Regions from separate parts of the Mus musculus genome. Here all the other regions are linked to region 5. The links are chromatin contacts, called in public ChIA-PET, Hi-C, HiChIP or PLAC-seq and promoter capture Hi-C maps. All regions are on one chromosome and are shown on one strand. The core of a region is the stretch at or near the end of the contact, and the rest is flanking DNA. Distances in the headings are between cores, read along the strand shown. Region 1 has its middle 39 kb from the start of Cracr2a. Region 2 has its middle 9.8 kb from the start of 1700018A23Rik. Region 3 overlaps Cracr2a (calcium release activated channel regulator 2A). Region 4 has its middle 30 kb from the start of Gm34148. Region 5 holds the start of 9330179D12Rik (RIKEN cDNA 9330179D12 gene). Region 6 has its middle 47 kb from the start of Parp11.

Region 1 (4,453 bases), core at 1,103-3,602, 370 kb before region 5:
ATATATATACTCAAGTTGTCTGTGGATTCTACGTATTCACAGTCTGATATTAACACTTGTAATAACACGAGGAAGGGCGCAGGGAACCTTCAGTGTTAGATGTAGGCATAAGTAGATAACATGGGAGAACATGAGTCACAGTTGAGATACTCAGCTACTAAATTCCCCAGAGGCGGGAGAAGCAAGCAAACCTGAAGGGTCTTGAGCTCAAGATATGGCCCTCTCAGAACTGAAGCAGCATGCGCCCTCTAGTGGGTGCAATGGTGTGCTTACAAATAGGATTAGCACATAGTGCCTGCGAGCCAGGATCTTCCCTATGCCCAACTCCCGGGTCTTTATCTCTTTAATACACAGGACTGTACTCAGAAATGCCTAAACAGGATACCGTTACAAGTATCGCACACAAAACACTTTATTCCTCCCTCCTTTGTCAATTCTTTGAACTATTTTCTTTTGGTCCCTTCTTTCAGCACTACTGGTAAGGATGCCACAATTGGGTTATCATTACATGTTGTCATCTATTCTGATACTCATAGAGCCTGCCAGGCCCCAGACCTGGTGTTGAAACTATGTCTTGAGTACTCTTTGCAGCTTTGGAAAAGACGTTTTTGACTGATGAAGAGACTAGGGTGGAGAGAAGCCACCCAGGCAGCTATTGCTACAGAAAAGACTGAAACCCAGGTTGCCTGGCTTCGGGTCCAGACTCCCAACCTTAATGCCCAGAGCACAGGCCTTATCCTTAAAGATTGTCAATGTTGGATGAATATATGCCCAGAGTTGGTTATCTTTGCAAAGTGGGTGCTCTCTCCTGCCACATCAACCCTCAACCATGGGAGATGGCAGTGGCAGTGGCAGTAAAGGTGAGAGAGACAGACCTACAGCCACCAGCAGCCTGAGGAGTCCCCTTCCCATCACGTCTCCAAGATGGCCCAGGTGTGAATCACAGCCACTGAGTTTATTAAGCATTTAGACAGAAGTACCAGAGGGGCCCAAGCATCCTCTCCGATGGCTGTATGTGATCCTGTGGCTTCCTGAGTTGCATCCCTTAAAGGGTATCATCTATAAGGTTGAAAGACTAAGCAAAATACAAAGCAAAACAATTTTTTTAAATGTAAAATATATGAAAAATTTTTTTTTTTTTTTTTTTTTTTTTTTTTTTTTTTTTTTTTTTTTTTTTACTTTATGTGCATGGGTGTCTTGCCTGCATGTATGTTTGTGTACCACATTCACGCAGTGCCCGAGGAGACCAGAAGAAGAGGGTGTTAGATGCCCTGAAACTGGAGTTACAGATGGTTGTGAGCCATGTGAATGTTGGGAGTCAAATCTGGATCCTCTGGAAGATCATTCAGTGCTCTTAACCCCTGAACCATTTCTCCAGCCTCTTCCTTTTTTTAATCTTAAAATGTTCCTTTGTGAATGGAATTGTTAAGGTGGCTTTATGGGGCACACTGGATTTAGGCTGGAGAGAGGAGCACTAACATGGGAAGACTCGAGATTGCACACAGTTTGCCCACAGAAGCACAGGCCACTTGTTGTCTTCAGCATCCTTGCTTGAGATGCCGTTATATAGTCACATTAAAAATCACCCGTCAGCTGGAGAGATGGCTCAGCAGTTAAGGGCACTCATTGACTGCTCTTCCAGAGGTCCTGAGTTCAATTCCCAGCTCACAACCATCTGTAATGGGATCTGATGCCCTCTTCTGGTGAGTCTGAAGACAGTATCAGTATACTCATATACATTATGAGTAAATAAAATCTAAAAAAAAAATTTTTTTAATTACACATTATCTCTGTGGGCAATTTTGGCTTTCTTAGTTGTGTTGAATACTCAGTAAGACAGGCAAACTAGATCCCAGGGCAAGGGGCTTCTTTTCCATCTCATGTCTCCGTAGTTTCTGTCTTTCTATTCTGCTACAGGGAAGGGATGAGTAAGAGCAAAATCAGCCTGCATTGCCGTTTCCCCTCCCCACTGCCCACCCTGAGGAATAATGGGATAATATTCTCAGGCTTTGTCATAACCAAACTTCAACTGAAGATTGCCTCAGTGTTATTGGAACCAAGAAAATGATACACAAATTACAGCCTCCTTTTCCAATGAAAGACACCACACCTTTAGGGAGAGAACTGACTACTTTCTATAAAAAGAAACCTCGAGTTTGGAGGAAGGCAGGAGATTCACGGGGAGAACTCATCACAGAAGGCCCTGGGCACCGTGCACTTAGAGTTGAAGTATTGCCAGTTCTGATATAGCATCTAAAAACACTAGAGCCTTCGTCCTCCATGACCTGGGTCTGGTCAAAATCTCCCCACGAGGGGAGGAAAGGGAGGTTAATGATGTAAGGTAAGAGCAAACAGAAACGGAAGAAGGGGAAATGGCTTGTCAGAGTGTGGTGATGACAGAGCGCTCCCACTCCCAGCTGCACATATCCCAGAAAGCGGATGAAAATTAACTCTTTGAACAGATGAAAAGCAGGGTCCGAGTGCCACTGAAGCTTCTGGAACCCGGCAATGTGCACCCTAGTAGTCAATGGGGGACCACTTTGCACCCTGCAGGCTGCAAGTAGTAGCCAGGAGACAGGCATGGGCTTCAGGATACCACGGCAGGTTTTTAAAAAAGACACATTTGGTGTGGTGTGTGTGTGTGTGTGTGTGTGTGTGTGTGTGTGTGTGTGGGTGTGCGTGCACCACAGAGAAGGTGTTGGATCCCCTCGTGCCTGGTGTGGGCGCTGGAATGGAACTCTGGTCCCCTGCACTCTTCTAAGCACTGAGGTCTCTCTCCAGCCCCGGGACTGAGTTCATTGTAGGAGGAATGCTCAGCTCTTCACACATCAATTTATGTCTCTTTTATTCTAGTTAGCAGAGCTTACAAGTCTCTTGGAGACTTATGTGCCTGTGTTCTTCTTTTGCCACTCCTCATGTGTATAGATATTCCTGCATGAGAGCACTCACAGGTGCTGGACTCTGGGAAGACATAGACTTATATCATGATTAGCTTGTTAACCTTGGACTTACCACATTCTAAGCTTTCGTTTGCTTGCTGTGACTGAGTGATGATGTTAAATGCATGGCCAGGGTAAGGGGAGATCATTGGTGAGACACTAGTGATCACTATCCCATCAGTACAGAATTCATCTTCAGGTATGATTTTTGAAGTATGCACTTCCACAGAAAAGCAACATGGTTTGACAACAACATAAGGTGAGCAGGGAATGTCAATGTGTGAGCAGGCAGAGACCTTCTGGGTTGCCCTAGGTAGGGAGGTGCTTAGAGGTGAGAAAAGGAAGGTAAGGTAGGAGGGCTCAGGTGGACAACACTCATCGGCTCATTCACTCTAAATAACCTTTCTTTTGAGTCTACTATGTACAAAGTTACGGGCTTGTGAGGGAGATAAGGTATGAAACCACCTTGAAGAAGTCTCTTGGAAAGGCTTACCTAAGGACAAGCACGGGTGTACCCGGGACGAGAGGAGCAACAAGAGTGCCTTCTGCTGCACACGGCCCTGGCAGGCTGCCTCAGCACCAGCCTGCTTTTTTGCTGTTGAAGTTACCCAAGCGATTACAAGGTTTCCTGTGGCCATCAATTCTGGGTTTAAAGCTACAGTAGGCATTTCTTTCTGGAGTCTAACTAAAACATCTTGTGTTGCAAAATGCTCTTCCATGGCCCATCATCTATGGTCCCCATGTTTTCCATAAGTGCAGTCGACTGCAGTATGGGAAATAGTAAGATGGAATATTGGAACTAGATAAAATATTTCACAAATAATTCATGAATTTTAAAGTGTCAACATCCCTGAGGTGGCCAAGGAAGCCTCACAATGTGCTCTTCTGCCTTGCCTGGGATGTGTGAGCGAATCCCCATCATATATACCACCTACACATAAGTCACCTGGTAGTTGTCCTGATTATAAGATTGACTCACTGTTGTGTCCGGCCAGCAGACCACAACCTGGGTTCTAGCCTGGAAAGGCATTTTGGAAACCTGGAAGAGAAGAGGGGCTAGGTGGCGAGAGAAAAGAATGTAGCCAAGACAGTTACTCTGATCAAGGCTCAAATTTTATTGTTGCGACACTAGTTATGAAGGAAGGGGGAGGGGACCCGATTCCCGCCGAATAATCTCGGGTCCAGTAGAAAGGTGCACGTGTGTGGCTCCTCAGGTTCCAGCAGTGGGCGTGGCAGAACGAATGAGCAGGAAGCTCCACCCCGAGCAAGCAGGTTTCAGGCTGGGGGAGGGGAGACTACATCTCCTCCCTTTTATTAACAAAATTTAAAAAAAGAAAAAGCTGGCCTGAGGGGGGAAAAATTTTCTATGCTCAATAGTTCTGCCTGGAATCTAGGGCTAAAGAAAAAACTTGCTTCACTGGGATTCTTTAACTTTTCTTATGGTAAACTGTATCTGGCTTAAGACTGTCCTTTCTTATCTTAGTGAACAACTAACTGAAAAGCCTGGAGCTGTA
Region 2 (4,070 bases), core at 1,513-4,012, 340 kb after region 5:
CCCACAAAGGACAGTGAAATCATCTCACAGCCAAGCCTACCTATCTTCTGGCCTTTAGCTCCTGGATTCCTGTAGTTGTAAGACTAACACAGCACAGGAGAGAGAAATTAGATTCTTTCCCCCTTGTTTGATCAAACTGCAAATCCATGTCTTTCCCTAGTTTCTGTTTCCTAAATTTCTTCTAGAATACAGGAAAGCCGAGGTCATAGGTCTGTGTCCTGTAACATTACATTACCATATTCCTCAAAGAGTCCCTACTTCAGGAAGACACAGCAAACTCAGCATGCGTGTACCTAATAACAGCACTGAAACACAAGAGGCAAAGGCACCACAAGAGGAGCTGGACTAGCCGGAGATCACACTCAGGGGCTCTAAGACCGCTAGTGTTTCCATTTTCTTTCAACCCTGTAGTGCTTGCTCTAAGCTACACTTGTGTGGTTTGTCCCAGGACATGCTCAGCCTTTTGGATGTCTGGAAATCTGGAAGGATAATGGCAGACTCTTGGACCCCTTTCTTTTATGCAGTTCTTTTAACTTTAGTACCCTCTGCTGCAAGCTATGTTTCCACAGCTCATGAACTTTATTCCTTGACGACTCTGCTCAGTGGGTCTCTCTGTCTCTGTTTCTCTCTGTCTATCTCTGTCTCTCTGTTTCTCTCTGTCTCTGTCTCTCTGTCTGTCTGTCTGTCTCTCAGCATTCCATCCTATTTCATGACTGTAGAATTGTTCCCTGGGGCAATGACAGAGTACTCTGTTCCCTACCTCTCAGCGATCATATGCTTTTTCCCTGAAAACAGTTATCTATTTTGTGTAGTTTTGCAGATGCTTTTGAGAGGAGACCAATCTTGTCTCAGGCGTTCCATTATAGCCTGAAGCAGGAGATGACTCCAGATCATTAAAAAAGAAGAAGAAGAAGAAAAGTACAGCACTGACTCGTCCTAATTGCTCACCAATTCACTTTGATCTAGTACAGGGGTAGCCTTTTCTCTAACCCATCAGTCTAGCCTTCTCTCACCTGCCTGAAAGCCTACAGTGTCTTGTCCTAAGTGCACCATTCAATGTTCGTACAGATGAGTAGTTTCTCCTTAAATTATTTAACGCCTTACTGGGATGAGATGGCAGCTTAGCTGTCCACTGACAGTTGGTAGGCAAGGCAATCATTCAAGTTACCACTCGCCCGTCCAATCACACCCCGCCCGAGAACTGTGTTAGAAGGCTTACACAAGTGAATCACATGATCATACCCAGCTGCCTGTGCTGCATCAGCCCAGATGGTGGGAGCTTCCCCATGAAACTCCCAACCAGCAAAATCAACGAGAAGAAAAGACAAATGGATGAAAACCCACCGTTTAGTTTTCTTCTCCTCTGTTGCCTTATTCTGCAGTCTATACTGGTCTGATGTCCAGGAGAATGCTTTCCTTTCCTCTGTGCCAGCTTCTTCCCTTATGGTCACTCAGTGCTGGAACATTACTTGCAGAGTTCTCTGACTTTACCTCTTTCCGAGATTAAATGCCCATCAACCATATTGAGTGCTCCGTTGCATTTCCTAATTTGCAGCGTCTACAAATACATGCGGTTAGGATACAATCCAGTTCTGTACAAAGATCCTTTCTCTTTTGTTGCTGTGGTGGAGGGATATGGCTGAGCCCCTTGACTTTCGTGGGAGGGAGCATCCTTAAGCTGAGGAATCCTCTTACTGGCAATCATACATACCTTAGGATTTCTTCTTGGGTTGTACTGTCTGGTGTCTCCTCTCCTGGCTGAAGCCATCCAAACACTCATGTCTGTGCCATACACAGAATTCAACACTATGATACCTACCTGCAACCAATCCAGACAAACAGTAAAGTTATTTCTGGGATACAGGAAAACTGTCTGCGGGCTATCTGCCCTAAACCAGAAACCACAGCACAAAGAAGCATGCTTAAACAATCTCAGGACTTGGGAGGCTGAGGCAAGGGGATTGTCAGAAGGTTGAGGCCAGCCTGGGCTACAAAGTGAGTTCCAAGCCAGCTGTGAGTCTAAACGAAAGGAAAACCCCAAACAGAATATAAAATACAAACCTTCAGAACTGGGAGTGGTGGCTCACACCTATAATCCCAGCTCTAGGAAAGTAGATGCAGATGTAGCTCAAGATCAGCTTCTACTACATATCAAGGTCAAGGCCAGCCCAGGCTACCTGCTACCCTGTGTCTAAAGGCAAACTCCCAAAGAATCCACTGAGGATGTTCCAGACGCATCAGGCCCAAGAGGCCGCGCTACGAGGACAGAGTGCTTAGTAGACAGACTTTTCAAATGGGGACGTGGGCTAACTCTGAGATGCCTCTAGGGGCTTTTAGAAACGCTTACGGAGATCTTGCACAGCATGGATTCCTGTAACAGATCCCTTAATACAGTATTTTGAAATGCCCATGTTATTTGGGCTGTAAGTGGCCCATGATGGTGGTTAGGTCAGTTAGGTCTCCTATTTAGAGAGCACAGGAACCTAAGTCATGTTTAAACTCCTCCACCTCCCATTATTATTGGTCTATTTTTAATTTTCAGTTGTTTTAGGGGTGGGGATAGAGCCCAAGGCCTGGTGCAGGACAAGCAAGCAGCCATCACTGAGGTACCCAGCCCTAGCCAGAATTTTATAAGCAACTTTTTTGTATAACACTTTGTCTTTCAGAATGTCTTTCTTTTTTAAAAAACATAAAACCACAGTGATGACAATATCTTATGTTTCCTGAATGTGCCGAGCCTTTGACAAGGTTGGCTCGCACCTCATAACCACACTGCAGAGGAAATGGTTGATTTGTTTCACTTTTTGAAAACAAGGTTTCACTGTATAGTCCCAGATAACCCCGAACTTGTGGCAGTCATCCTGCCTCAGCCTCTCGAGTGCCAGGATTCAGGGAAAACCTCACTGTGCCTAGCTTGTTTGCCTGTTTATTGTAGCACTAGGGCTCCAACCTAGGCCCTTGCCCATGCTAGGCAAACACAAACCACTGAGCTATATCCCAAATCCTAGTCGGTGTTATAAACTCTCATTTTATAGATAAGAAAAATAGTTCAGAGAGGTAAACTAAATTGCTTTAGTTTCCCTAACTAGTGAGTAATGAACTTAATTTCTTAAACAACCCATACCCTTTCCAGCACTCTCTGGATGCCTGTGGTGGTCTAATCTATAGACCAGAGTTACCATAATTAACCTATCAATCACTACAAATTATTTCATTAATACGCTTATGGTTGTGACATCTAGGGATGTTGGTGGTAGTGATTATAGCACTTTGAATACTAATGGCTCAAATAGGGTTTTGAGTATCTTGTTACCAGTTGGTGGAACTATTTGGGAGGGATTGGAGGCTGTAGCGCTGCTGTTGGAGGAGCTGTGTCTCAGGGGTTGATCTTTGAGGTTTCAAGAGATTTGTGGGATTCGCAGTGCACTCGTGTAGCTGCCAGCGACCACGGGGTACTGAGTTCCTGAAAGCAAAGATGGGGGTTTGGATGGGAAAGGCTTCGAGAGAAATAAGGAGCCAAGACAAAGTTCTCTGATCAAGGCCAATGTTGACTTATGAGTGTGAGCTTATAAAGGGGTGGGGACCACCCATCCCCCACCAGGCCAGCATCTCATTGCTTTGTCAGGATCACATCAGGAAGACAGGTTCAGTCTCTCAGCAGTAGTGGCATCTTGGAGGAAACCACAGATGTGGCAGGACAATAGACTTTACCTAGGTTGGAAGACTCCACCCTAGATGGGCTAGCTGGCTGTGGCAAGCTAGGTTTGAGGCAGCCTGCTCAAGGCTGGGGGAAGAACACACACTTCCAGCAATGGGACAAGGGGCTCTCAGAGGCTCAGCAGAGAGAGGCCCAGGACTTATTCCTCGAGTTGGTTCGCAACGTGTTCTTCAGTAACTAGTTGCCCTGTAACCGCAGCATCCTTGACACCCGTGATGCCAGGGAGTACCCTTTTATATTGATATGTGGCGGTTACCCTTTAGTCATTAGCTGATGGCTGGTTCCTTGTTTTCAGGTCTGGGCTACTGTGAATAACGCTGTCATGTTTTGCCTTTTATTTTATTTGTTATTG
Region 3 (4,475 bases), core at 638-3,137, 480 kb before region 5:
ATGTTGTGTGTGTGCTTGTATATGGGGATGTATTTGTGCATGCATAACAGACTCCGGAATGATCCACAGGAGATAGGGGTCACAGGAGGAGACAGACCTCTCATAAGGAGTTATTCTTTTGTATCTTGTCTTAAACTCTATCTTCAAAATAAAAGTTAATTAAAAATCAGCTCTGAGGCTCAGCCTCTCGGCTGGCCTTCATTTCTGTGTTATCTCACTGCCTAGGAGGGATTTTTTTTTTAAATCTCATCCCCAAATCTAGCTTTTCTACCTTCTATGTCTTCAGAGAATGGGAAAATTAATTTTGCCCGTTTGGAATTCTTGCTGATAAATGATTGAGTCTGTTTACTTCCTCTCCCCACTCCCCCCCTCCCCCCCCACCCCCACCCCCATCTCCTGTCCCAGCAGCTCTGAAGCAATATCACACCATGAGGTATGCAGGAACACTGATAGGAAGGTTTGGGCCCTGGCCTGGCCTGATCTTGCTATGTGACTTCTCTGAGCTCCTGACTTTCCTTTGTGAAAAAGGCAAAAGCTTTATGGTGCTGTCAGTGGTATTGGTCTGAGACTCCATTCTCCAGAAAATGAATCACGACCCTTGCTGTCCCCTCCCCCGGCTTCCCTGGGTGAGAGGGTTCTCTTGGACCCATCATCATAACATACTCCAAGCTCCTAAACATGTGCGCCCCATCTCTCATTTCCTCCTCATTCCCTTGCCTCCGACTTTTCAGAGACTGCATCTCTGGCTTCATTAATGAAGATAAGACTTGGGAAGGTTTCTGATTCCCTGAGCTGAGCAGCGAGATGCTTGGTGGAAGTGTTTGCTCCCCTTCGCAGTCTTGCCGTGTTGCAAGCTTGGTTGGATTTGAAGTACCTGAATCCCTAACTCTGCCATAAAGCTAGACGCCTATGCCTTGGTGCTCTGCTCTCAGGGAGGAGGAATAGACTTGGCTTGTTTAGGATGGAACGCATGGGCCGGAGGACTAGACATCCAAAGCCTTGGTGGGTGGGCTGGGCTTCCTTCTAAGTCTTCAGAGTTTTTACAATGGGAGATATTTTACTAGGGTGACACTCCCAGGCCCAACACACAGTACTCCTCTCATCCAGGCTGTCCATTTCAAATGGCTCTGACTCCACGGGGAGAGGAATGGGGAAGAGGGGGAGAGAAGGCATTTGGATATATCCTACATACTAGTATTTTCCAGCATGAAGATAAAATTAGGGCTTTCATTCTACACAAAGGCACTTAGGGTGTGCAAAGCCTTTACTGCTGGTCAAGCCTACCATCCCATGCCCTGAAGTCTGACTGTTGGTACACTTGGTGTCTTTTGAGCATACAATGACCCCTGGAGGAATGGATATGGTCATGGGTGAAGAAGTGAAGAGTGAAGGAAGTGGGTACTGGTCCCGCCCACAAATGGGTGGTGATTGGCAGGCTCTTTCCTCTTGGGGTATTACTAGGGTATGTGCAGCATTTACCTTCTGGGAGTTTCCTTGTCTTGCCCACCAATCAGATGGACACTGCAGCAACCACACAAGGACACGGTGTGATCACATGAGATGATCAAGTGAGGTGTGTTGAGGACTCAAGGTACCTAGCTAGCATTGAATACTTTGCAATGCCTAATTGTCAGGTAAGGACATCAATGAGTACATGGATAGATGGACAGCCAGATAAATGAGTCCCTTTGCCTCATCTCAGAGCCCTTTGCTCTGTCCCCGAAGCTGAAGGGCTGCTCTGTCATTGCCCTCTCCAGCTGCAGGCGAAGACCCATTCGCTTTGCTCTTAGACCTCACACAATGGCTGGCCACTAAGAGCAGTGAGCAGGAGATGTAGGATTACCCCCTGAGGGCTCAGAGGGTTTCTCTCTGAGAAACACTGTAAGAAAAAATGGCTAGGAATCGAGTCATGATTCCGGAGCCCTGTCACACACCAGTCATTTCACGAGCTTACCTCAGAAGCCCTTCCACTCTGATTTACCTGAGGCCCCTGGCCTCTAGCCTTCCACAGGTACTGAGGGCCCTCTACCCTTTCAATCTTTGTTCAGTCTGCTTCCTTCTGTGTGGGTAGAATAGCAGATCTGTCTAACAGGGGACCAGGGCTGTGATAACTAATCTTGGTTACTCAGAAAGAGGGAACTTTAGTTGAAGAATTGCCTCCAAAAGATTGGCCTGTGGGCATGTCTGTGAGTCATTTTCCTGATTCTCAACAGATGTATAAGGGCCCAGTCCACTGTGGGCAGGATCACCCCCTAGGCAGATGAGCCTGGGTTTTTTAAGAAACACAGTTGAGCATGAGCTATAAAAGGCAGAAAACAACAGTCGTCTGTGGTCTCTGGATTAGTTCCTGCCATCAGGGTTTCTTCATTGACTTCCTGCTTTGGCTTCTCCTGATGATAGATTGAAACCTATAAGCCAATAAATCTTTTCCGCTCACAGGTTGGTCTTGGTTAGTGTTTTAGTACAGCAACAGAAAGCAACTGGGTCAAGGGCTATTTCTTGTGAACATCCTGCTATGCCTAGCACAGCGCTGCTTTGCTTAGTAATCGCAGATCCTCGAAGAGGGTCAAGTGTAGGAGCAGCAGGAGTGTGTGTGTGTGTGTGTGGGGGGGGTGGTCATGCCTATCACCCTAGAGGTCAAGGCCAAGGTGGGATACATAGTGAGGCTTGAAGAAGGGAAGGAAAGAAGAGAAAGAGGGGAAGGGCAATCTCTGGAAGTAAGGAGCCCAACTCTCCACCTCATACACAGGCCAGGGAACATCTCTGGGAGGGGAAATCCCAGTTCCCAACACAAAGCACTGCACCCTGACTGGGGCTGGACTCACATCTCCTTCTCCTGCTGCAGCTCGCAGGCCTCTCTCTGGAGGCTCTCCAGCTGCTGCTGGGCCTCCTGGAGTTGGTGGGAGGTGCGCTCCAACTCCCGGGCCAGCTCCTGGTTAGTGAGTCTCAGCTTGCTGTTCTCAGCCTTGGTTTCGTGCTTGTCGTTGTGTAGAGCTGCACACTGGCCTTCCAGCTACAAAGAGGGGACAGAGAGGAAGGATAGACAGGGACAGGGCCATCGCTGGCTCGGCCCCATTCTGCCTTCAAACTCAAGTTAGCGCTGCTTTGCTCTGTCACTCCCATGTAGACATTTCTGCAGGCAGGACAGACTTTCATAACACAGTCTGTCCTTCCTGTCTCCACCTGGGACTTCTAGACAGGCCTTGGATGACCTTGTACTATAGGATTGTTAGTAGTGAAAATTCCACGTATCTTCCCTCCCAAAGGCACCATGGGCTAGAGACCTCATCTAAGTCCCTTTTGTCCTCCAAGCCAATGTCATTGCCTGGATTCCTGATGGGGTCAGAGAGCAGGCAAGTGGCTGTTCATCATAACGCCACCTTCCCTGTGGAGAACACAGATAGGGAATATATTCATTCCCATTTTTTTCTCTCAGCCACAGGAGCCCAGTTCCATTCATCTAAGAGACAGCTTTGCTTGACTGCCTCTGACCTTGGAGATTCTTAACCTTAGATATTTCCAAGCCAGGTCAAACAGACCCTATGCCTTTTCTTGCATCCCTAAAGTGACTTTGAAAATATGGACTTTGAGAACTTCAGCTCTTCTGGGCTGGTGAGTAGGCTTTATGGAGCTTCCAACCCTTACCAGACAAAGCACCACACCAAGGCAAATAGATCCTAATAAATTTAGTTTCATGAATGTGGCCAGTGAGGAGAGGAAGGCAGCAACAAGGAATGCCGTGAGCCTCTCACGAGGCTCCTGTGTTATCAGGCAAGCGTGTGGTAATTAAATGGAGTGGCAATCACTCATTTGAGGGATAAATTTAATTGCTATGAATTTAATGCGTGTGCGAGAGGAAGCTTAGTGAGGCAAGGCCCTTGTGGACAGAGGACGGAAAGACGGCAGGTTGATTCCCAGGGTTTGCAACCTCTAGACAGTTAGACCCAAAGCTTAGCGATCAGCAGGGGCAGCATCTCCAGCCTTAGCCAGGGGGTCTTCAAGCTTATGCTCACATGTAGCTACAAACAGCTTCTCTGTTCCAAGATGAGCCAAGTGTCTGGGTCTGTCAGGGACTGGATTCCTTCCAGGGAATAGGCAAACTGAGATTGGAGGCCAGTGCTCTCATGGCCTCTCTCCTCCGTGAGCTCTTGCTTTGCTGAAGAGACCGCCGAGCAAGGCACTTGGCCTGGCAACTTGGTACCACAAGCCAGGTGTCCTCGGCTCCAGGCATAGTTGCTGCTCTGCAGAGTAAACCATGCAGTCTGTTTCTCTGCTCTGGCATTGAGGGGCAAGTGACCAGTGTTTGCATCTAACCTGTGTCCCAGAGATGGTCATGCACCCTGTCCATGCCTGTGGGCAGTTCTTTGAAGAGCCTTTTCCAGCTGTGGGGTGTCTTCAGCTATGCCAAAGAGGACAAATATGTCTGCACACCCCCTGAAACATCAGTGACTTCACAAGTATCTCTGTACTTCCTC
Region 4 (4,158 bases), core at 1,495-3,994, 270 kb before region 5:
GCTCATCCATCTTACTTCTATCTGGAAGGACAGAAGGTTTTCAAATCTGGAAAACCTGCTTCCTTTGTATTTACAATATTCAGTTTGAGCTATCCCCCTGCTTCAAGTTCTACTACATCAAGGAGCAGCCAGAGCCCCATGTAACCCCAGAGATCTTCTTATCTACATCACCTTGTCTGCTAGAGGCTGCTTCTACTTCCCACACGACTGCAGGAAAGGTTGTTGCCAAACTTGCTGCCACCCCATACTGGATCTTCCTCTTTCTAAGTCCCAGAAACATCTTCTTCACAGGTTTCTTCAGTGTGTGATAGAAAGTCATCTTAAGACCTCAGGTATCTGCCAACAGTCTCTGTGAGCCTGCTCCAGTCCGGCTCTGAAATGTGTCCCCACAGGCTCATGGGTTTGAAAACCTGGTTCCCAGCTGGTGGTGTGTTGGGGGAAGTTGTGGGGCCAGGCTGGTGGAAGTAGACCACTGAGGGTGGGCCTTTGGGGGTTATCACCTTGTCTAGCTTCTAGCCTCATGTTCTCCCATCTTCCACCCAGATGTGAACTTGCTCAGCTGCAACTCCCACTGCTGTGGATGAAGCTGACCCTGCCTCCATTCTTTCCTGATATGATGAACTTTGAAACTGAAACTGTCAGCCACATCAAGCCTTCCTCCCTTCAGTTGCTTCAGTTGAGCACTTTGTCACCATGACAAGAAAAGTCGCTGATGTACAGAGCATTATGTACTTCCACTAATATTTCCTCACGGCTTCTGCCAACACTGCTCCAAAGGCTCTGCTGTTATCTTTAGACTATTATGGCAGCACCCCATTTGCCCCCTCAGTTCCTGCACCCCTTACTTTAGACTGCACCCCTTTACATCTCCAGTGCCTGACTGCCAAACCTGCTTTTGGTCTCAGCTCACAACTTTTACCTCATCTTTATCCCTTTGAAGCTACCCCATATGCTTGGGCTTGCTTCTGCATTAACACTGTTCACACCAGGGTGTCATTCCCAACCAAAGAAAGAAACCAGCTCTGGAAGAGAGATCCTATTAATTAGCATCTGGTATACCTTATGCAGTTTCTGTAAGGAAGATGTGGGAAGGGAATCTATAGGATGGCTGGGAAGATGAATGGGTGGGTGGGTAGGTGGATGGATGGATGGATGGATGGATGGATGGATGGATGGATGGATGGTGGATTGGTGGGTGGATGGGTGGATAAATGGATGAGTGTGTGGGTGCCCTCCTAGTGTCAAGCAAAGGACCACCAGGAAGGATCCAGTGAGGGAGAAGAGTTTGATACAAATGTAGGGCATGATAAAATACAGAAATGAGAAGAAAGCACAGTTGCAAAGTATTTGGTTCAAACAAATGTTCACCTTGGCTAGGATCAGTGCCTTCTGCTTCATGGATAAACACACAGGGCTCCTGATGCTATATCTGAGAAAAACGGGGAGGGAGGGAGGGAGGGAGGGAGGGAGGGAGGGAGGGAGGGCAGGCATAGCAGCATCTCTAAGGACTCATTCACCTCCCCCTCCAGGACAACATACCTGGACCTCAGATGTCTCCCTTTCACACCCTCTACTGCATCTCTAAATCTTCTTAACGGATCTGTTCCCAAGATTTCTCTCTTGCCCTACCATCTCTTCTTCCTTACCTACTTCTGCCTCACCATATCTTATAACAGCCACCCATCTTCCCATGTCCATGTGTCCATATCCCAGAGATATATGTTGTCCACTTGTCCAGATCCCCCCATTAAAGGTGCATTACACCTCCCTTTCTGTGTGTGGAGTGGGGGAGGGACAGGGCAGAGGTAGTTATGAGAGCGCTTGCTTCACATGCATGAAGCCCTGGCTTCTAACCACAGCACTGCCTAGAATCCCAAAATTTGGGAGAATGAAGCAGAAGGATAAGGGGTTCAAGGTCATCTTTGACCACTTATTGAGTGAGGCCAGCCTGGGCTACATGAAATCCTGTGTCAACAAACAGATAAACAAACAAACCCCTAGGCTGTGAATTGCATGTCCCCTGACTACCCATAGGACTCAAACCCTCTAGTGTCACATCCTGAAGCTCCTGTGTGGTCAGCATATGCTCTGGGGAGGGTCTTATCCATACAGACAGAGAGGATGGTGTAGAGAACCCAGCCAATGCCCCCATTCTCCCTCGGCAGCCGCTGCCTCTAGGCTCCCTCAGAATAGACAGCATCCTCAGAGCTGGAAGGCACCATCAAGGATTTCATCTGTTTATTTGCAATTAAAAAGCACAAGGCCTCCCTTTGGATGAACTGGTTAGAGAGGTTCAATGCCTTACAGATACCTTGATGCCTTCATCAGCCTCTACTCTGGGCAAGGTGACTGCCTAGCTATGAAAGGGTTATATTTATTTTTGTAGAATGGAAAACTCATTGCTGGACATGGAGTTCCTCGTTTTGATTTGTTTTCTTTGGAAGTGGCGGTGGCAGTGGCGGCAGAGCCCCAAGCTGGGTCATTAACATGGCATCGACAGCAACAAAGACCTTCACAGCCGCTGCCTGTAAACCGTGGATCAAGTTCAAGCATTTATTCTGTTTGAGGCCTCCCAGTGTCTATAAAAGCCCAGCACGATTATATGATCAGTGTCAAGACCCACTTTCCCCTCTTTGTGCTCTGGGATGCGTTTCCTTTGCCCTGTCCCTCCGTGTTGCCACCGCAGCTGCTGTGGCTTTAATAGCAACCCAAGGCACAGACTATTGGAGTGTTCCTTGGGCTTTGTTTTAAACATGGTTTTTGCTTGTGTTAACTACCGCCTGGCTCTCTGACACCCGTGAATGGGGCTATGCAGGGCTGTCAATCAACAACAATAATAATGCCATCTGGGTTTGAATAATACTAATGAGAAGAAGACGAAGAAGGGTACTGAGCATTTACATAGCACCTTTGTCCCAGAAGCTCAGAGGGCGTTCGAGATAATCATTTATTCAATGCTCCCAGCTCTGCTGGGCGGTAGATATTATGATCCCACCACAGGAGACTGAGACACAGAGAGGGCAAGTGGCTGGCCTCAAGGTCACACAGTAAGTCAGAGACGACACACTTCTTAGTCATTGTGAGCCTCTGAGCATTGGTCCTATGGTGTCACATTGCACTGTAATTTTCTGTGTGTCTGTTTTGTGAAATGACCTGTTTGATTTTATAGAGTGGAAAAGAAAAAAATGTTCTGGGGTGAAGCGCAGGCTCAAAGATCCTTAGTATAACAGAAAAGTCTATCTAATTTAGGGACAAGGAAGCTGTGTCACCCCAAGAGGTGTATATGCCATATAGAGGATGGGAATAAAGTCAAAACCATAAATATTAGGAGAGAGAGAGTCTAGTAATGTAGGAGAGAACCAGGCTAATCACAGACCCAAAATGCTCAGGGAAGGCAATTCAGAAGAACTTGTCCTGCAATTTTACTCAGAATGTTCTTGTTTGCTTTAAAAACTCCACGCTGTCGCTTGCAGATTGTCTCTCCATTCTCAACAATCACCACCATCATCATACAACCATCAACAACACCACCATCATCACCATTGCCACTACGATCTCCATCATCATTGCTATCATCCTTCCCACCACCATCATCATCACTACCCATCATCACATCATCATCCTCCAATACACCATCATCACATCCCTACATCATCACTATCTTCACTGTCATCATCATCATTATTATTACCACCATCATCCCCACCATGGTTATCAGCATCAACATCATTATATTTATCTCTGTCACAATCACTATGGCTGTCATCATCACTGCCATCCTCCAAACCACCACAATCATTGTTTCACATTCTAGTTTGCTGTTTATCACTACAGGTGGCAGGGGAGCAGTCCCCAGGAAGTCACATAAGGATATGTAACTAAAATTCCTGGGACCTCTACTGTGTTCATGATGCTGTTAGCAACTACATTTATTCTTGCTTGCTCTGTGACCTGATTTCATTTCTCAACTCATTTTAAGCAATTTCACATGATAATGCATCCAACTGTTTTCCACAGCACCGGATAGGAACCTCTGTACAGAAGATACACTCTATTTTTACATATTATCTTGAACAAAATATTTTCCATATTTTATTGAAATAACGTTTGGGGCAAGGGGATCCACAAATGTGTTTGGAAAGACCCTCATTCTGTCAG
Region 5 (4,461 bases), core at 1,877-4,376:
CTTCCGCCCCACCCTCGTTTAAAGGGGCTGGCCCAGGGCTGGAGTTAATCGCTTGCACCTCGGCTTTATTGCCTCCCCTCCCGGGCCTTTCCGAGAGCCCACGGGTGGTGCTCCCACAGCGTGCCACCCCCTCCCCCCCCCAGCCTCAGCCTCCGCTAGCCTTAAGCGTCCCTGATCATCCCCCCTTCTTAAGGAAGGAGGGACTCAGTGCCCCCCCCCGTGTGCCCAGAGAGGTGCAACCCACGCCATGCTATCTGCACGTGCCAGCGTGGCCACCATGCGGGGGCCAGTGGTTCCTCGCCCCTTCCTCCCTCCTTTAATATAGTTAAAGGCAGGGTGGGAGCAGGAAGGAGGTGAGGAAACGCCAACGTGTCCCCCTCTACCAACAGCCTTGACCACAGGATGCTTTAGAGCACATGTCAGAGCCGACCCCAAAATCCTGGCGGAAGGATGAGGCGCGAGACCCCACGGGGTCGGGGATTGAGGGGTGCAGGACTCAGGAGCCCCCGGGGAAAGGAAGGGTGGCCTTGCTGGCGCAGGGAGAGCCAAACCTAAACCCTCCCTCTCCCCCTCCCTGGCCCCTCCCGAGCCATTTCCTAGAAAGCTGTATCAATGTGGCCACGCTCCGCGCAGACACCTAGGGCGGCTTGTCAGCAGATGCAGGGGCGAGGAAGCGGGTTTTTCCTGCGTGGCCGAGGCCCGCGGAGGAACCGCTGCTAGCCCTGCCCCCGGTCTGGGGCCGCTCTGAGAGGCTGGCCGCGTTGCCCAATGGCGCCCCCAAGAACAGAAAGGTTTCTGCAGGAGGGTCATATTCTACTAGGCTTAAGAAGCACCCCTTTCTCCAACATCCACCCCTTCCTCCTCTTCCTCTCCACGCACGTGGCTCGGGGCGGACAACAGCTTGAAAGTTATCAGGAGTCTAAGCTTGAGGGGCATAACCTTTATCCCTGGTTTGGCGAGGTTGCAATTTTCTCAAATAAGCCTTTCCTTGTTCCTCATTTAGGGGTCTACTTCTAAGTTATCTGAACTCATCCACATGGTAAATCTATCTACCTGAATCTTGAATAATGGGCTGTTTTTCTGATCACATTGCAAGCCTCCGAAGTTAGAGAGCACACACGTACACACCCTTTATGCCCCCATGGTATGCCTACAGAATGTCAGAAAGGATAATCAATAGGAATCCATGGGGTTTGTGGGTTCCCCTATCCGAGGCCCCTAGCATGCGGGGCTGGATGGGGAGAGGGCCTCGGAGAAGTAGGGAGAGGGGTTGGGGGTGGGGAGCGGGGATCGTGTTTGAAGTTTGGTCAGGCCAGCTGCTGTGCTCCTTAATAACAAGAGGGAAGGGGGGGGGGAGAGGGAGGGAAAGATTGAAAGGAGGGGAGGGACGCTAGAGGAGGGGAGGAAAGGGGGAGGAGGAACCTGAGAGGGGGAGGAGATCTAACTGCCCTTCCAGCTTGCGTCACTGCCTGAGCGAGAGAGGAGAGCGAGCTGAGGAGAGCCGGGCAGTTCGGAGGGAAGGACCGGTGCGAGTCAGGCGGCCCTTGAGGCTCCGCTCGCCCACCTTCCACTCTTCTCTCTCTCTCTCCCTCTCTCTCTTTGCCATTTCTTTCCTCTCCCAAATCTCCCATTCAGCCAAAGGAAGGAGGTAAGGGAAGCACTCCCCGACCCCCCCGCACCTCCAAAAAATAATAATAATAAAAAAAATTTACAGTCGGGACCGAGTGGTGGCCGGCTGGCTATGGAGCTGCTGTGCTGCGAGGTGGACCCGGTCCGCAGGGCCGTGCCGGACCGCAACCTGCTGGAAGACCGCGTTCTGCAGAACCTGTTGACCATCGAGGAGCGCTACCTCCCGCAGTGTTCCTATTTCAAGTGCGTGCAGAAGGACATCCAACCGTACATGCGCAGGATGGTGGCCACCTGGATGCTAGAGGTAGGTGTGCGGGCGACGCTCTCAGGGAGAGGCAAGCCCAGCCGCTCCATCCCTACCTCCAACACGCAGAGATCCTAAAAACTGCGGGAGAACTACCCCTGCGCTGGCCTCCCCCGCTCGTGCGCGAGGTAGCCCCGCACCCTTGGGCGAGACGCTAATTCTGTCCCTTGCTAGATTAACTAGTGGAGGAAAACTTGGGTGAGTGAGGATGTCCTCCCCCCCCCGGGGGGTTGGCATCCCGCGCGTGTGCCTGCATGTGGCTTCCTCGTCTTCCCATCTCCATTTCTGACCTGTGGTGTGGAAGCAACCCCGGCTGCCTTCAGTGAGGCCCCAGAGGGTGTTGCGACCTAACAATCCATACCAACATATAAAGAGCCCCCCCCCGCCCCCGACTCTCAGGGTTGGGGCAAACCGTCTGAGCCTTAGGACTCCGCGTTGGCACTTTGGCAGGAGGTGGGGGTGGGGGAGAAACAGGGAATTCAGGAGAGCCCCGGAAGTCATACTGAAAAAAACGTGCGTTTAGGGCAATCTGAAAGAACCGCTGCTTTAGCCTTGCTTGCAATCTTTGCCGAGAGAGCAGGGTGCCCACGTATGCACAGCTCTGGACCTGCCGTGGTTTCGCCATGTTGCTTTGCAAACTCCATTTACAAGGACTGGCAACATTCGCCGGCGCCCCCACCCCCTCTCAGCACCCCATGATCCTGGGCACCCTCTTTCTGATCGTGCCCTCTTCCCCAGCCCTCGGTTCACCAAGGTTACTTACAGTTTGGCTGCTTCTTGAGCGCGCAGATTTGGGTGGGGTAGGAAGCGGGGGAGGAGGTGTGTAGAGCAGGCTAGGGGGCACCCCCAAATGAGAGGTCAGAGTCCCGCATGCCTCCTGGAGGGGGGTTCCCTGGTTTCGTCTCACCCAACCCCCAGCAGGCACAGCCTTCCTAGCTACTGCCCTTGTGGGCCGCAGCCGAACACTCCGCAAGTTTCCCCCACTGAGATCTAGAGCCCCTGGGGTGGAGATACCGACCTTACGGACACCCGAAACCTCTTTTCCAGGGAGCCTGGGACCTCTCTGGGGTTTTCAGGCCCACAGAGCGTTTCTAGGATTTTCCCTCGATTTTTAATAATTTTTTGAAACTGCTCCCCCCTGCTCCGACTCCAACTGCGGCGGCCGGCCGAGGCGCGCTTCCTCCTCCTCCCTCCCCCTCTCTCCTCCACCCACCCACCGAACAGCGGCCCCTGGACCGCCGAGACCACCCTGGACATTTTTTTCAATTGTCGGGAATGGTAGAATAGGATCTGAGGATCCGAACGAGACCAAGAAGTAGACTTTCGGAGCTTCCAGAATATTTTTATTGATTTTTTGAAAAGATGACGAAATCCAAAAAAGAGTGAGTTGGTGTGCTGAGAAGTGAGCCAGAGGGAACGGCAGGCGGCGGCGGCTCTGGGCTTTGCCTTGGGGTTTGTGGAGGTTTTAGTTCATCACCTTTTTCAGCTTTGCGGGAATACCCGAACCCCAGGAGCCCTTCGGATTTACCCCACCGTTCTCATCTCTATTCTTACTATCCTTTCTACTCTCCTCCCCCTCCCCACACACACATAAAAAATTCTTTTTGTTATCTCAGATTATGCTTTTATTTTTCTTTTCCCTCTGTTTCTGATACTAATTTTTCCCTATCCCCCTCGGACCCTACCCCACTCTTGATTGTAGGTCTGTGAGGAACAAAAGTGTGAAGAAGAGGTCTTTCCTCTGGCCATGAATTACCTGGACCGTTTCTTGGCTGGAGTCCCGACTCCTAAGACCCATCTTCAGCTCCTGGGTGCAGTGTGCATGTTCCTAGCTTCCAAGCTGAAAGAGACCATCCCGCTGACTGCGGAAAAGCTGTGCATTTACACCGACAACTCTGTGAAGCCCCAGGAGCTGCTGGTAATGCCGCCCTCCCTGCTCCTGACTCTGCCCTTCCCCATCACACTAAGGCCGCCACACTAACCAAGACTGTAAGAAAAAAAAAAAAGATGTCCTTTAGTAGGAGAGAGCTAGTCTTCCCACATCAGGGAGTGAGCAAAGCTATCAGTGCCTCATGGAAATTCATGAGGGTGAAATTCTGTTGTGTGTGTGGGTGGGGGGGGGGCATAAATAGAATATTCTAGTTAATGATGTTATAATTAAGGTCCAGATTTCCACTGAACCCTGAGAACACGGTCTGATTTCTCACATTCTAGTTTGTGTTGTTTCCCAAGACCCTGGAGGTGTAACAGGTAATGTCTTAAAGACCAATAAAGTCTCATGGACAAACATAGTAGCTGATCACTAAGTACCAACAAAGCACTAAGTATGAACATATTAACTTGGATGCAAAATCAACATCTGCCTTTCTATTGGTGGATCTGAAGCATGAGAGTTCAGCTCCAAAAGGCACAGTGACCTGGATACAGTCCCCAGGGGGTCCTGTCTTGGTTTTCTCCCAACCATCTACCTTTTTTTTTCTCATGCACTTCCCCCTACCCCCATGTTAATGCCACACACTGAAGGTTCT
Region 6 (4,090 bases), core at 1,087-3,586, 350 kb before region 5:
CCTTCTGAATGCTGTGACCCTTTAAAACTGTTCCTCACATTGTAGTGACCCACAACTATAAAATTGCTACTTCGCAACTGTAATGTTGCAACTGTTATGAATCATGCTGTAAATATCTGATATACAGGATAATTGATATGTGACCTCCTAAGGGGTTTTGACCCACAGGTAGAAAACTGCTGGTGTAGACAGTGTCCTGCAAGAAAGCGTCCCAAGATGCCTTCTTTAATGTTTCACATGGATAAAATGAACCCAAACAGTCAAGCCAGCCAGAAAATGTAATCGTGTCAATTTGTGTGCCTAATTAAGATGTCCTTTTTGGGTTGGAGAGATGTCTCAGTGGTTAAGAGTCCTTGCTACTCTATAGGGGGAGCTATCAAATTGGGTTGTTCACAACCACCTGTAATTCCACCTCCAGCTGGTCAGATGGTCTCTTCTGGCCTGTGGAGCACCTGGATATGAATGGCATACACAAGCCCCATCTCTCTCTCTCTCTCTCTCTCTCTCTCTCTCTCTCTCTCTCTCTCTCTCTCTCTCTCACACACACACACACACACACACACACACACAGACACACACACACACACACACACACACACACACACACACACGGGCATGGGCACATGCATGTGTACACACAAGTATATGCACACAATTTTTAAAAAACTAATTGAAAAAAATTCTTTCTTGAAAAATAAAGGGTTCTTTTGAGAAGCCTGTAACAAGAGTAGGCAAGATAGCACAATTGGCCTCTGTCATCATGCTGGTTAGGGGTGTTGGCTTTGTTTTTACTAACAACACAAACTAGAGTCACCTGGGAAGAGGAAACGCCATTTGGAAAGTTGCTTCCATTACTTTGGCCTGTAGGCAAGTCAGTGGGACATTTTCTTGATAAATGGAACCAGCTGGATTAGGAACCAGCCCATTGGGGGTATTGCCACCCACGGGTAGGTGGTCTAACCTTGGAACAAGCCAGTAAGCAGCACTCCTTCAAGGCCTCTGCTTCAATTCCTGCCTCCAGGTTCCTGCCTGCCTACCTGCCTGCCTACCTGCCTGCCTACCTGCCTGCCTGCCTGCCTGCCTGGAGTTCCTAGCCTGACTTCTCTGTGATGGAGTATGGCCAGAGACTTGTAAGATGAAATAAACCCTTTCCTCCCTGAGTCTCTTTTGAGCAATGTATTATCACAGTAACAGGAAGCAAAGGCGGACTTGGGTCTGAGCATTGAAACACACGAGGAAAGAGACTACAGATCCAGGAAGGAATCCACTTTAACTCAGTGTGGTCCTCAGCAGGCGGGACCTTCTGTCCTGAGGAAAATCCAGACACAGGACTCTCTGTGGAAAGCCAAGCAAGGCATAGGAACTAGTGACTACACACCCTCTGATTCTTGCCTACTTTACTGGAGTTACTTCCAGGTAGAATTCCTATTGACATGTTCTGTATTTCGTGCCGTATTAGTCTGTGGAAGATAGAGTGCTTTGTGGAATGAATGAACATACTCACTTAGGACTCCATGTCGGGAGAAAGACAGCTGAAATAAAAGATATGTAGGGAAAGAAAAACCAAGACAAAAACAAAAAATCCCTGACATTTGGACATGGCCTGGCCCTCACGGCTAAGCTCAACCAGACACCCTTAACCAGAAAGCACCCAGTCAGACAAGGTCACTGAGCCCATGAGGAGTGGAGACAAGGCAAGGCCACTATTTGACTTTGTCTAAGCAGACAAAAATGAGGTCATTGTGCCACCCACTGAATGAAAATATTAAATATCCACTCTTAACAATGACAGCTCATCTGGAGTCAGTCTTCAGAGATGACGTTTAAGGCATACCAAACCCTACTCTCTGATAGTATCCAATCTAACTCCAATCTCAGCTCCTCAGACCAGCCACAAATAACAGGACCCACGTACAAGACCCATCCCCAAAGCTTCAGCATTCTCTTCTCTGGAACAACCACAGTGCTCTTGCTGTGTGGCCCCTTTGCGGTGGCTACTAGGAAGGCTGACTGGGTTAGCTTAGAGTCCATCCTGGTGGGATCTGGCAACAAGACACGACGAGACAAACAAATGTGAAAGTGGGCATAGAAAGCCTGCCCCTGACTCCAAGCACAGTCTGACTCCCATGGGAGCCCTGGCTGTTGGAGGGCTGATGTAGGTGCAGCCCCCTTCCTGAAGAGGAGCGTCTGTGACAGTGTCTCCCAATGACATATCCTAAGCCCTTCCAAGTGCTGTGCCACCCCATTTGCCGAGTCACCCTCTGGGGTTAGCACTGCACACGCCACTGCCATGCTGCAAAGAGACAGAGGCTCGGGAGGCTCAGTGACCTCCCCAAGGCCAAGCAGCTGCAGGGTGGTACTGCCAGGAATCCACCTACGCATGACTCCTGAGTCTCGGTTTTGATAAACAGTTTGCAATGCAGAAGCAAGGCATGTTTGTCGGAGGCAGAAAGGCACGACTGATGGCAGGAGACTGGTCCCAGACTCATCATCATCTTGATAGATCCCTTCTGCTGTCCCCAGATGCTCCTCAGTGCTCGTCCACCTTCCCTGGAGAACGAGTCCCCAGGCCAGGCTCATGCTGCTTTTAACAAACTCTCAAACATTTGATTTTACTAATAAAGACTCAGATGCTGGGGTGGAAGCCTGCTGGCTATGAGAGGCAGAGAAAGCACCCAGCTGACCTTCCTCCTCAGCCAACAAATGGAAAAGCAAGCTCTCCTCTTTCTCAAAACTCCTTTAAGCTGAACGCCCCTCCACCTCTACCCCCTGTGTGTCAATTAGTCCTCCCGACTCTCTTGCTCTCGACGGTTTTTTCTTAATAATCCTGTTTACTTCCTATCAACCGGTTGCTTGTTCTGCCTCTTGACCTATGGTTGTTGGCTTTGTTTAATCTTTTTTTTTTTTTGGCTTTATTTAATCTTGTTTACAATCAACAGAGAGCTCTTGGATTAAAGATGTGCTAAGGCTGAACCACACCACAACTGGAACTAAGTTTTTCCAGTAAATGACACAATCTCAGGGTTCACAGATCTCCTACAGGTTCAGAGCTTTGGGGTCAAGAAAGGTTGAGGGTTTTGAGTCAAAAAACCTTCTGGCTGCCTTCCCATCTCCACAGCCAAATGTCACTCCTCAGGGAGACTTTCTCTTAACTCCCCGGGACTCAGCTTCTTAGAACCTGTGGCTGTGACTCTAGATAGGGCTGCATGACTGAGTGTGAGGGTCGGGGCGGTATAAATGATTGTGACAGTCATGGAAAATTTGGTAGAAGGTTTCCAAACATGCAAGGACCAAAGAATAAGCTCAAAATCAAATGCATGACAAACCTGCTTTGGGCGCTCTGGACAGTGCTCACCTGTGCTGAAACATCCGGTGTCACCGTGTATCTCCTGTCCTGCACACGCTGCACCATACTTTGCAACATGCAATCAGATGTACTATGAAATGCTAGCGAGCGCTCACTGCCTGACGTACAGGCTCACACTTGAGGTGTACATCATGGTGCTTTCTCTTTCTCTCTCCTTTTTAAGTGATGTCACCTGTATGGGGGGTGTGCCTGGGTATATGCATAGGTACCATGCGTGTGCTGGCAGCCTCAGAGGCCAGAGACTGGAACTGAGAAGGTTGTGAGCTGCCATGTGAGTGCTGGAAACCAAACCCAGGTACTCTGGAAGAGCACTCAGTGTTCTTACCCACAAAGCCATCTATCTCTCCAGCCCCCTTTTCGGGAGCCCTTCTCCTCTCCTATGAACCCCATTATGTCGCACAAAGTGTCCCCGTATTGTATTTACAGAACCGTGAACTTTAAATGTTTTCATACTGCCATTGTTCAGCACGTAGGGCTCAGAGTGCTGTGTCTTTAGATTAGGTTGTGTTAGGCTTAATTTTAAATTTTGTTGTCTGAGTTACTGAGTTCATTAAAAGAAATCATTAAATGCATTTTGGCTTTGGATTCAGACAGAATTTCGAGCGGTTTCTGAAATGGCCCTAAACAGACTTCTGCCACTTTGTGCTACCCATCCAGGAAAAGTGGAATTCCCAGCACTGATGCTTGTCAAATCAAAATCAAAATATTGAGCAACTGAATACT

Evidence for each region. Promoter capture Hi-C pulls out the DNA fragments that hold promoters and counts their contacts. Hi-C and Micro-C count contacts between places; a contact is called where the count stands out from the background. ChIA-PET counts read pairs in DNA pulled down with a chosen protein or histone mark. HiChIP or PLAC-seq counts read pairs in DNA pulled down with a chosen protein or histone mark.
Region 1: a promoter capture Hi-C map of hematopoietic stem and progenitor cells shows a contact between it and region 5. The contact joins the enhancer-like site here to the promoter of 9330179D12Rik in region 5. A contact is called at or near these places in 6 of 39 promoter capture datasets (the C10 cell line, hematopoietic stem and progenitor cells, liver and 2 more), 2 of 484 Hi-C or Micro-C datasets (pre-megakaryocyte-erythroid progenitors and stem cell-derived neural progenitor cells), 2 of 115 datasets of contacts at active chromatin or transcription factors (T-cell acute lymphoblastic leukemia and large pre-B cells) and 1 of 9 other capture datasets (pancreatic islet).
Region 2: an RNA polymerase II ChIA-PET map of memory CD8 T cells shows a contact between it and region 5, with 99 read pairs. The contact joins the enhancer-like site here to the promoter of 9330179D12Rik in region 5. A contact is called at or near these places in 2 of 39 promoter capture datasets (embryonic stem cells and stem cell-derived epiblast-like cells), 2 of 484 Hi-C or Micro-C datasets (CD4 T cells and embryonic stem cells), 2 of 115 datasets of contacts at active chromatin or transcription factors (embryonic stem cells and memory CD8 T cells) and 1 of 9 other capture datasets (embryonic stem cells).
Region 3: a promoter capture Hi-C map of trophoblast stem cells shows a contact between it and region 5, with 4 times the contacts expected there. The contact joins the enhancer-like site here to the promoter of 9330179D12Rik in region 5. A contact is called at or near these places in 3 of 39 promoter capture datasets (pre-B cells, stem cell-derived epiblast-like cells and trophoblast stem cells), 1 of 484 Hi-C or Micro-C datasets (embryonic stem cells) and 1 of 115 datasets of contacts at active chromatin or transcription factors (pancreatic cancer cells).
Region 4: a contact with region 5 is called in an H3K4me3 HiChIP or PLAC-seq map of embryonic basal ganglia, with 4 times the contacts expected there. The contact joins the enhancer-like site here to the promoter of 9330179D12Rik in region 5. A contact is called at or near these places in 15 of 39 promoter capture datasets (the 3T3-L1 cell line, the C10 cell line, the HPC-7 cell line and 10 more), 2 of 484 Hi-C or Micro-C datasets (bone marrow-derived macrophages and cerebral cortex), 21 of 115 datasets of contacts at active chromatin or transcription factors (the 230-238 cell line, T-cell acute lymphoblastic leukemia, VIP interneurons and 17 more) and 4 of 9 other capture datasets (adipose tissue, embryonic stem cells, liver and 1 more).
Region 6: a contact with region 5 is called in a Hi-C map of granulosa cells, with 4 times the contacts expected there. The contact joins the enhancer-like site here to the promoter of 9330179D12Rik in region 5. A contact is called at or near these places in 8 of 39 promoter capture datasets (the C10 cell line, the HPC-7 cell line, cranial neural crest and 4 more), 2 of 484 Hi-C or Micro-C datasets (Sertoli cells and granulosa cells), 9 of 115 datasets of contacts at active chromatin or transcription factors (astrocytes, embryonic basal ganglia, embryonic forebrain and 6 more) and 3 of 9 other capture datasets (adipose tissue, embryonic stem cells and liver).

The regions. Positions count from the first base shown.
Region 1 is chr6:127,520,435-127,524,887 of GRCm38.p6, reverse strand. No RefSeq gene overlaps it. Among named protein-coding and RNA genes, the nearest start is that of Cracr2a, 39 kb to the left of the region's middle. Within about 2 kb of position 2,352, at least 30 of the 459 cell types and tissues checked have an H3K27ac peak or open chromatin away from gene starts, as enhancers often do. A contact at or near this core is called in hematopoietic stem and progenitor cells and pre-megakaryocyte-erythroid progenitors, where this site is marked.
Region 2 is chr6:126,810,378-126,814,447 of GRCm38.p6, reverse strand. It overlaps the pseudogene Gm29788. Among named protein-coding and RNA genes, the nearest start is that of 1700018A23Rik, 9.8 kb to the left of the region's middle. Within about 2 kb of position 2,762, at least 25 of the 459 cell types and tissues checked have an H3K27ac peak or open chromatin away from gene starts, as enhancers often do. A contact at or near this core is called in memory CD8 T cells, where this site is marked.
Region 3 is chr6:127,630,338-127,634,812 of GRCm38.p6, reverse strand. It overlaps Cracr2a (calcium release activated channel regulator 2A), which reads right to left. Exons shown (of 19, transcript NM_001368877.1): 9 at 2,826-3,013. Among named protein-coding and RNA genes, the nearest start is that of Cracr2a, 71 kb to the right of the region's middle. Within about 2 kb of position 1,887, at least 4 of the 459 cell types and tissues checked have an H3K27ac peak or open chromatin away from gene starts, as enhancers often do. A contact at or near this core is called in trophoblast stem cells, where this site is marked.
Region 4 is chr6:127,416,552-127,420,709 of GRCm38.p6, reverse strand. No RefSeq gene overlaps it. Among named protein-coding and RNA genes, the nearest start is that of Gm34148, 30 kb to the left of the region's middle. Within about 2 kb of position 2,744, at least 16 of the 459 cell types and tissues checked have an H3K27ac peak or open chromatin away from gene starts, as enhancers often do. A contact at or near this core is called in VIP interneurons, embryonic basal ganglia and embryonic forebrain, where this site is marked.
Region 5 is chr6:127,148,054-127,152,514 of GRCm38.p6, reverse strand. 9330179D12Rik (RIKEN cDNA 9330179D12 gene) reads right to left here and starts at 3,126. Exons shown (of 3, transcript NR_040274.1): 1 at 2,952-3,126. It overlaps Ccnd2 (cyclin D2), which reads left to right and starts at 1,467. Exons shown (of 5, transcript NM_009829.3): 1 at 1,467-1,933; 2 at 3,636-3,851. The coding sequence starts at 1,742.
Region 6 is chr6:127,498,572-127,502,661 of GRCm38.p6, reverse strand. It overlaps a transcript of Parp11 not described here. Among named protein-coding and RNA genes, the nearest start is that of Parp11, 47 kb to the right of the region's middle. Within about 2 kb of position 2,336, at least 18 of the 459 cell types and tissues checked have an H3K27ac peak or open chromatin away from gene starts, as enhancers often do. A contact at or near this core is called in Sertoli cells and granulosa cells, where this site is marked.